3 separate regions of the Hordeum vulgare genome follow, and all the other regions are linked to region 1. A link is a contact called in public Hi-C data. All regions are on one chromosome and are shown on one strand. The core of a region is the stretch at or near the end of the contact, and the rest is flanking DNA. Distances in the headings are between cores, read along the strand shown. Region 1 holds the start of LOC123399773 (SEC14 cytosolic factor-like). Region 2 holds the start of LOC123396566. Region 3 holds the start of LOC123395993 (putative FBD-associated F-box protein At5g56390).

Region 1 (3,257 bases), core at 352-2,851:
CGTATGGTAGCCAAAGTTTAGTTTAGTCCTCGCGTGTGGAGTAGTAAACGGTGCAGACTGCACAGTTTAGCTAGCTCTCCTACCAGTGCGATCATGGGCTCGTGGCGTGCTTGACCTCGCAAGGTCTTTGTCCATTCTAGTAGCGTGCTTGGAAGCAACACTCCAGCAAGCCGGCAGGCACGACTTGAATACAAAGGAAAACAGCGTTGGAGCTCCAAACAACGAACATGGGAGGCGCCGCACCGACAAAACAGTTGTGTCTGATGTACCAAAGCTGCTTTCTTTCGTTCTTTTTTTCTTCTTCTTCTTCTTCTTCCCGTCCATAGCATAAGTACCGAAATCGCAATTAGGACCTAACGGAAGTAGTGGTGCTTTTTTAGATCGAGGAAAGTGCTGGCGCCTCCCACATCTAATGAGAAGGAAAGAAAAATGTCTCCATGCCACTGACGCGAATAAAAAAATGAAATAAGAAGTGATCCGAAAGCATAGTTTAGCTACGGATCTCTATCATGGTGACGAAGGGCACACAAACGTCAGCTGTATGGGTGGGGGAAAGGAAAGGGTCCTTGCTAAAAACACCGAAGTGACATGATAAGAACTAATAAGAGAATTTGAAGCAAGAAACAGAACCAGAAGCACAATTAAGCTCGGAATCACAAAGTATAATAAGCTGTTGAAGATCCAAAACGTTTCATCATCTGCTAACAAGTGGCGGGACAAGATGTTTTTCTTACGAACGGGAGCAAGGAATGAGCTAAGAGAAAGTCACATGGCAAAGAAAATCTCTCGGATTTGATCGAAATTTTGAAGCAAGAACAAGGCTAATCGAAACCTCGGCTGAGCTCTGGAGAGGAAGACAAGTTGCAAGATCCAAACATTAACCAGCTGCTACGAAGCCAGCGAATCTGCCTAAGGACGAACCGAGCGAAACGAGAAGGCCGCGCGGCAAGCAACCCCAAAAATCCACCGGGAATGGAAACCGGCACACGACAACAGAGGCACAATCTAGACGTAATTCAGCTACGACCGACGCATGTCCGGCGACGTCAGCACCAAAACAGGGAAAAAATATGCAGCAGAGTGAAGAGAGATCCAGCAAGGGCGGACGGCGGAGCAGATCGGCACCTGGAATGTGGTCTTGAGCGGCTCCTCCACTGCAGGAAAGCAAGGGCGCATCTCAGCGAAGCAAGAACAATGGAAAGAGGGAAGAAAGGCCCGCTTTCATTCCATTCCCTTCCCTGAAACGAACGATGGAAAAGGGAGGAGCAAGAGATGACTCACGCTGCTCCATGAGCGCGGAGAACTGCTTGACGGACTCCTCCGAGGCGGCCGCCATTGCCGGCGACGGTCGTCGCGAGAGACTTGCGGGGGGCCTCTGGAGCTGGAGGAGAGGTCAAACCTCAAACGGGGAGAAAGCAGAGAGAGAGAGAGTCTTGTTTGCCTTTTGAGCTCCCCCCCCTGCCTGCCAGCAGCCCTCGGTGGTCCGAGGTGACGCTGCGGCGCTCTGCTCCCGCTGCACGGTGCGTATGCGTGGGGGCTGAGGGGGAGGAGGAGCAGGAGGAAGGCGCTGCTGCTTAAGAAGGAGGAGGAAAGGGACAGCAAAGCCCGTTTTATTTTCGTTTCCTCGCTTGTTTATTTCGGGGTTTAAGTTGGCTTAGGCTTGCTGCTTTTCTGTAAAAGCGGCTGGTAACCACCGCTGTTACTGCAGCTGCGTCTCGTTAATCATGCCTGTTTGTTTGAGAACTCCGGGACTTTTTTTAATCCTAACTTAAAAGTCTCTAGTCCCTATCCATTTGTTTCCAACGACTAAATAGGGACTAGAAGTCATTAAATGACATGCAAAAAGACGATGTTACCCAATGACATGTTAAAAGTAGGTACATTGTTGAAAAAAGTGTCAAAAAAGTCAAAAAGACCCTCCACAGGGACTTTTCCAAATAGTCTCAAATACCCCTTTTAGTTCCTAAAAATTCCTCCTATTTGTTTCACATGAGATTTTTTTAGACTTTCTTTTAGTCCTTACATCAAAAAATCTCTAAAAACAAACACGTCAGGCCGATGCTTTTGTGTTGGGAGTACGTGCACTGCTGTCTGACCTCGTGAGGCCGAGTATAAACACGTGGAACCGACTGTTCCACTGTTAGGCCGAAAGCTGCACTGTAGTTCGCATTTCTTTTTTCTTCGGCCAATTTGGAAAGCTTTATTCAAACAAAGGCATCTCTCGTACAATTAGGCAAGACTTGTCACTAGGGAACCAGGAGTCTCATCGTGCTACCTCTTGGCCACGTTCAGTATGCAAGCGCGCTTGGCGCAAAGATGCGCTGGAACATTCATTGAAAGATTTACATGTTAAATGTCAAATAATAGAAAATATCTAGCTAGCTCTTCAATTGTGAAAAAAATAAGAGACATAACCGAACGAGAATTGTGACGAGTGTTTTAAAGATCAACCATCTCTGGTCGGTCTACCTTCATGATCATATGGGTAAGGCCACACAATTTTTGCAAGCGGCGCACCATCCCTTGTAGACAAAGCTGCACACATATATAAGGCTGCGTTTGGAACGTTGTTTTTTTCTACACTTGTAATATTTTACACTTGTATTATACTAGCCTACAATCAGAATACATGTCATGATTGTATTTCCATTCCGCTTCCCAGCTTCCGTTTGGATTGTTGTTTTTCTCCCACCCTTGTAACCTGGCTGCCATAGCCTAAATTTTCAAAAGCACAAACTTTTAGGTACGGTGGTAACATTGCAAATTCAGGTCATTCGTACTGACTGTACTTCCATAAATTTGAGTTCTCATTCCCCACAAATTAGCATGAGCCAGGGCACAGGCGCACATCCAGCATCACAACTCTGTCGTGCTGTTACCTCCAGCAAATAAAATCACAGATCCACACCCAAATGGTGTATCATTATTTATTGCAGTAGATGGGGGGAGAAAACAAGGACTTGCCAAAAATCAACGGAGCAAACTAAGACCATTCTCACCAACTGGGCAAATACATAAAAAACATGTCTTTTTTCGGTTGCATTCATCCTCGAGACAATGTGTAAGTCAAAGGAGGAACCAAGAAACTCCTGCAAGCAAATCTTACTTTGCTTGAGGATGCGATGTGATGAAGTCAACTGCTGATTTGATGGAATCGATCTTCTCTGCCTCATTGTCGGGGATTTCGAAGCTGAACTCTTCCTCAAAGGCCATGACGATCTCGACACTGCACATGCCATTCAAGTTCAGTATACACA
Region 2 (3,257 bases), core at 560-3,059, 230 kb before region 1:
CGAGCTCCCGAAAGAAGTAGACGAGCTCCGCGTCCGTCAGCCGCGTGGAGGAAAGGACGCCTCGCCGGCGCAGAAACGTCGCGTCCTGCGGGCACCGCACGAGTCCCTCCATCCGGGCCACGTGCGTCGTCACGCAGGCGCCGTGCGCCCAGTGGAAGCGCATCTCGAAGGCCAGCATGTTGTACAGCACCGCCGCGCTGTACTCGTGGACGTGGAAGCACGGGATGCTCATCACCGCCACGGGGCTCGCCGGCCGGCTCCAGAACGACATGTCGAGATCGCCTTGGCAGGTCGACGCCGCCGCCTGCCGGAACCACACCGCCGAGTGCCGCAGCTCCACGGAGCAGGGGAACAGCCGCTCCGACTCCTTCTTGATCTTGAGGAGCTTCAGCGGCGTGGAGAGGATGCAGTACTTGTTAACCGGCACGCGGGACCAGTGGAAGAGGTGCAGGACGTGGTGGAACTCCGCGCCCGCCGCGTCGCGGGCGAGGCACGCCCGCTTTGGGCAGATGTCGTCGAAGCAGCCGAGCACCACCTCCTCGACGGAGTGGCGGAGCTTCAGCCTGCCGCAGGAGGCGACCAGCAGCTTGACGGCGGCGAAGGGGACCTGGTTCTCGAGCACTAGCATGTCGAGCTTGATCTGCTCGGCGTGCTGCGCCACGGCCATGTAGAGAATGAAGTACTCCCTGTTGATGGACGCCGCCCGCGCCGCGCTGTCTGCGTCCTCGCCGACGCCGGCCTTGCTGAGCATCATGCTCACGACGAGGACGAAGCAGCTGTCCAGGAGCAGCATCTGCAGGAAATTCTCCTCGTCGTCCAGCAGCGCCTTGTCCACCCCCGCGTCCGCGTCGTCGTCGGCGAACTCGTCGCGGAGGCGGTCGCGCTCTCCCGACAGCGCCGCCACGTAGGCGTCGACGTCGAGCCCGCACTGCTCCTGCAGGTACCGCATGAACGGGAGCTTGGCGTCGTCGGGGAAGGGGAGGCCCCGGTCGCCGCGGTGGAACGGCCCGATGGCCACGGCGCGCACCGCGTGGAGCGCCTCGGCGCCCGCGACGCGCCGGGTGCGCGGGCGGAGGATGGTGCCCGAGCGCTCGGCGAGGTACCACAACATGGGCGTCCGCGCGATGAGGTCCCTCATCACGGCCTTGTTCACCGTCGCCGACGTGAGCTTGCGCAGCCACTTCCGCCCGGCCTCGCCGTCGACGGCGTCCAATGGTTTCGCCTCCGCTGCGATGTCAATGTCGATGCTGTGGTGGTGACCGGCCAGGGAGCTGCTCAGCTGATCGCCCTCCATCGCGATTTGATTTCCCAATCGAATGTTCACGGCTTAGTTTTATGTTACAAGAGGGAGTTAACTACGTAGTTCCCGGTTGGGACTGGAGACATATTGGCGACAAAGAATGTGACAGACATCAGTAAGGATTCTTGCTAACATTCTTGCTGATCGATAGTGGACAGCAGAAACAGGCCAGAACTCTATTTATCTAATCAATAATGGCGCTCGTCTCTGGATTGCCTTGCCATGATGTATGATCATACAGAGAAAAGGGGAAATTGAACATGACACCTTTGTCCGGCTGGTTGTTCATGTCTGGTGGGAAATACGTAGTTCTCTGCTTATTTGGTAGCATGGGACTCTTAACCACTTGGCTTGGGTCCTTCTCTGGATCGAATTTTGGTCTATATTTCCAATTTCATGCTGCTTAGTTTTAGTTTGTGACGACTTACCTCTAGCTTGCTTGTACTCCGTAGTATTTAATTCTTTTTCTAGTTATTCGTCTTACTTTGTGGTGATGTCATCGCAATTCCTTGATCAAATATCAGTCAAATGCTCAAATTCAACTTCCATTTCTCTCTGAAAATCTGTTTGACAAAAAAAATATTATAAAGCCTCGATCAAAACATACAAGACATCCTAGAATTCAATGCATCCCAGCCAACGTCATAAAGCATACAGCCATGGCCAAAGTACAACCGGAAAGTACGAAGTTTTGTTGGGGAGCAGCACAATAATCTCCACGACAAAAATAAGAGCAACTAGGCTAATCCGGGTCAGGAAGAGGACGAAGCCGCGGGGTTGAGCTGGATGACATGCGTGCGGCAGCTCCACTCAATGCAGTTGCAATCATGTCGATGGAGAGTTGGTCATTGCGCCGACTAAGCGGACGCCATAGCTATAGAAAACCACACAGTTTGAAAATTGCATCAGTAGCACGGAAAGTGATAACATGCTTGATCACAAGCTTATTACGAGCATTTCATAAGGTCCAGAGGAGGGCACCGATGGTGACCCAGAGGATCAGTCTCACAGCAGCGTCGTGCTACCGAAGCACTTCGGCAAACACCTCGGGAAGGTTGTCGATGCACCAACTGCCACCAACTGCCTCCCGCAAGCAACTCCACAAGAACCTAGCAGCAGGGCAAGTGAAGAAGATGTGGTTACAGTCCTCAGCGACCATACACAGAGGACACATTCCGTCGGACGGTCCATGTCTCTTCAGCACTTCGGTCCCAGAAGGGATCCGTCCATGCACCAGCTGCCATAAGAATATACGTATTTTTAGCGGCAACTTGAATTCCCATAAGATATTCAATTAGATCGGCCCCGGAGTTGGCAAGATTGTCTGATACAGAGATTTGGTGGTGAACCGTCCATTAGGCTCAAGCCGCCAATGAATAACATCGTCCTCCAGGGACGGAGTGTGTAAGGCTACACACTGGACTAACTCGTCCCAGAGGTCCCGCTCAACGAAACCGAAGGACCTCGTGAATGCGATACCCACAAGGTTGGGTAGCGCACCTGCAACGGAGATGAATCGTTGCACGTAGATGCAGAAGAGCGGTTGGAAATGAAAGGCGAAGTCATGTGGGCCGCACCATCGGTCAAGCCAAAATAACGTAGAGTTGCCCCTCCCTACGTTAATAGATGAGCCTATCCGTAGGACCGGAAACAACCGCACAATGGACCGTCAGAACTGCGATCCCTCAGACCTAGAGGCGAACGCCAGAGGCTGTCCACGTAGGTACTTCGCCCGCACAATATCCAACTATAGGCCCCCTCACCGGAGTGCAATATTCATCCGTTTGGATGAAATAATCCCAAGACCTCCCTGGTCCTTGGGTTTATAAATCTCCAACCATTTGTTCATGTGATATTTTTGTTTATCACCTCTCCCCGTCAAGAAAAATCAGATTTGGTACTTGGCAATATTATGATAAAGATTTGGTACTTGGCAATATTATGATAAAGGGATCCA
Region 3 (3,257 bases), core at 292-2,791, 150 kb before region 1:
CATTGCAGTTCCGCTGCCAACGACGAGTGCTCCATTGCTGCTCCTCCACAGGCGACAAACGCTCCATTGCAGCTTCCCCGCCGTCGACGAGCGCTCCTCCGTGAGAGCACGAGGCTGCATTGCAGCGCAATCGAGGTTGCAATGCAGCGCAACGACCGTGGACAAGTTTTTGTGTTGCATCCTAGTTGTCGTGGACGAGCTGCTTCTTTGCAGCACTGACTCGTGGCTCTCGTCCACGAGCGCCGTTTTGCATCGCCAACTGCAAACCTCGGACCCCCTACCGCTGTGGTGGTGTTCGCCATGGCTCCCCTCCATGGACGCTTCTTTGCAGCTTTGCCGCCTCCAACGATGCAACCGAGGAGCTTCGACTGCTAATGCCAATGGCCGATGTCCAATTCTTCTAATTCCTAGTTGTTTTGGTAGTGCTGGTCGTGACTCCTCTCGTCTCGCGATGGATGCAAGAAAAAGAGACCAGAAAGAAAAATGTGTGGAGGAGCAGCTTCGTAGAGGTAGAGAACTAGAGATAGGATAAGGTTGGCTGATTGGGAGAAGGAGAAAGCGGTGGACAACCTGGGCACGTGGCGCTCGGAGAAGAAGGCTTACGAGGAAGAGAGATCAGTCAGATGATTTTAAACGTTTTCCAAAAGAATAAAGTTTATGATTGTAAATAAAAAAATTTAAAGCATGCACGGTCATTGTCCGCCGACGCGTTCGCGGCCGACCCAAATTTGCAGGTTGATGCTTAATCGAAGACCAAGTAATGCGGAGCAAATAATCAAATGCGAGAGTATGTGGCAAATGGCCAAATGCCCTCATGACGAGTGTGTTACCGGACCGAGATCCAGTAACTTCACTTCATGGAGTCACGCTGCAACTTTACCTTCCTAATCTCCGTCCAATTCGCATCCTAAGTCCAGATCATACAAAGGCAAACGACCTCAGCACTTAGCAGTTTTCGACGAGGGCGGGCTGAAGAAAATACTTCGCGGGCTTCTCTTTTGATATCTTTATGATGATATGATTTAGTATCTTTAAAATTGTTAGGTAGTATTTTGGACAGTGTTAACAACAGTATTTTGGGGGTCCCTTAGTCTTTTTTGGCTTAAATGTACAAGTGAAATGACATGTTTGTGTAAATGATTATTCAACGTTGGTACTTGTTGATGTAACATTCGGACATTATGCGCTGTGGCCTTTTAATATCATGTTCTATCGGATTTGGTGTCAACTGCAATTGGTTTATTCAACTTTGATTGCATAATGCACTACCGTATAATCTATTCAATTTTGATTCGGTGTCAACTTCAGTTCTTTATTTTTTGAGTTTTAATCTGTTTAAATAAAACTGAATTCAAGTGCCACTGCATCGTTGTTTGTAGCTAGTGTGTATTGTTGTTTGCTGCTAGGCTGAAAACTAAGTGCTGTGGGTCTTTCCCCTTGTGTGATCTGAACCGTAAGATGTTAATTGGACCGAGATTAGAAGGGTAAAGTTGCAGCGTGACATGAAGTCACTGTCATGTCACTGGATCTCAGTCCGTGTTCGTGTTTACCATGGTGCGGCAGCATCTACACAGCTCCTCCGCTCAGCTTTTCGCGCAAAGAAAAGAACTCCTCCGCTCAGCTCCGGCGACTCCTGTCCTCTCTCCTACTGCCCCTCCGCACCGCCCTGCCCCTTCCGCTTCCCGAGAAACCAAACCGTAGCCTCCTTCGACCATGCGAGATGGTCTGCGGCCGCGGCGCCAGCCGCCTCCGCCGGCCAAGGAGACGAAGGCGGACGGTTCCGGTCCTAATACTTCCAAGAAGAGGAAGCTAGCGGGACACCAGCGCCGTGAACAGGTGCCGACGGCAGCAGTGGGCCTGGTCATCCACGAAGAGGTTCTAGCACCGCCGGCGGGGGCGCCAGATCCGAAATCTAGGTCGACGGACAAACCGCCCGCCGGAGGGGAGGTAGACGGAGGAGCCGTCGACCGCATCAGCAACCTCCACGACGATAACCTCCGCCACATCGTCTCCCTCCTCCCCGTCAAGGACGGCGCCCGCACCCAGATCCTCGCGTCCCGGTGGCGCCACGTCTGGCGCTCCGCCCCTCTGAATCTAGACTACCGTGAGTTCCCCTCCGGCTGCTTGCCCCCTTACAACGACACCCGCATTGCCGTCATCTCGCACATCCTTTCCTCCCACCCGGGGCCCGGCCGCCGCTTCTGCATCGAACCGCGCTTCCTCCGCGCCGCGGAAGCTACCCTCGACGCCTGGCTCCGGTCCGCCGCTCTGGACAAATTGCAGGAGCTTGAGACCGGCTCTACTGTATGGATTACCCCGATGCCAGCGTCCACATTCCGCTTCTCGGCCACCCTCTGTGTTGCCACCTTGAGAAAATGCAGCCTCCCTGACGACATCGTCCAAGGGCTTCACTTTCCCCTGCTTAAGCAGCTCGGGCTTGATACTGTCCGCATCACGGAGTTCTCGCTGCACAGCTTGATTGCCGGATGCACACCTGCTCTGGAGTGCTTGCTGATCGACCGATGCTCAGGCTTCCGCAGCGTCTGGATCAACTCCCTTAGCCTTATAAGCATCGCTGTGCGTCCTGGATGCCATTTGTTTCAGGAACTCATCATTGAGAATACCCCTTGTCTTGAGAGGTTACTCCATCTTGATTTTTCCATTGGTATCCATGTATCAATAGTCTCCGCGCCTAGGTTGCAGACCTTAGGCTGCCTTTCTGATATCACCTTGCCTACATTGGCGGAGAGCTTAAGCGGCATTTCTGGTGGGTTTCGTAACTCAGATCAGGATCGTCTCCCCATGTTCGTGTTTGGCTCCACAGTTATTAAGGTACCTTCCTGAAGCTTCTCGATTGCAGTGCTGTATGTACAAAAATCACATATCACTTGAGTTGTCCATGCATGAGTAATGTTTCCTTCATTCTTGATAAAGGGACCACGTGTTGATAAGCTGACAACGGCAGTGCGCACAGTCAAGATTTTAGCTGTACAGATGGGAACTCTTAGTCTGGATACAGTTATTGAGTTGATGAGGTGCTTTCCATCCTTGGAGAAGTTGTACATTCAGGTGAAGATTCTTCGTCGGTAACTCTTAGTTGTGTTCTCAACTGCTCTTTTGATCTACTTATTACTTACTGATCTGAAGTGGTTGGTTGTTAATCTGTTGATGTTCTTTTTCAGCCACGGTCAGAAGGGGAAAACAACGTGTGGCGTCGTAAGCACCGCAATTTCATCAGAAGTTTTGATATCCCTATA

The links. A called contact is a pair of places that touch in the nucleus more often than the background predicts.
Region 2: a Hi-C map of leaf shows a contact between it and region 1, with 4 times the contacts expected there. The contact joins the promoter of LOC123396566 here to the promoter of LOC123399773 in region 1. A contact is called at or near these places in 2 of 6 Hi-C or Micro-C datasets (leaf and seedling).
Region 3: a contact with region 1 is called in a Hi-C map of leaf, with 2.5 times the contacts expected there. The contact joins the promoter of LOC123395993 here to the promoter of LOC123399773 in region 1. A contact is called at or near these places in 3 of 6 Hi-C or Micro-C datasets (leaf and seedling) and 1 of 1 datasets of contacts at active chromatin or transcription factors (embryo).

Annotation. Positions count from the first base shown.
Region 1 is chr5H:365,810,059-365,813,315 of MorexV3_pseudomolecules_assembly, forward strand. It overlaps LOC123399773 (SEC14 cytosolic factor-like), which reads right to left and starts at 1,602. Exons shown (of 11, transcript XM_045094156.1): 1 at 1,282-1,602; 2 at 1,126-1,154. The coding sequence starts at 1,336.
Region 2 is chr5H:365,584,544-365,587,800 of MorexV3_pseudomolecules_assembly, forward strand. LOC123396566 reads right to left here and starts at 1,810. Exons shown (of 1, transcript XM_045091468.1): 1 at 1-1,810. The coding sequence starts at 1,294.
Region 3 is chr5H:365,659,446-365,662,702 of MorexV3_pseudomolecules_assembly, forward strand. LOC123395993 (putative FBD-associated F-box protein At5g56390) reads left to right here and starts at 1,542. Exons shown (of 3, transcript XM_045091018.1): 1 at 1,542-2,832; 2 at 2,935-3,069; 3 at 3,183-3,257. The coding sequence starts at 1,714. It overlaps LOC123395884, which reads right to left and starts at 704. Exons shown (of 1, transcript XM_045090913.1): 1 at 1-704. The coding sequence starts at 302.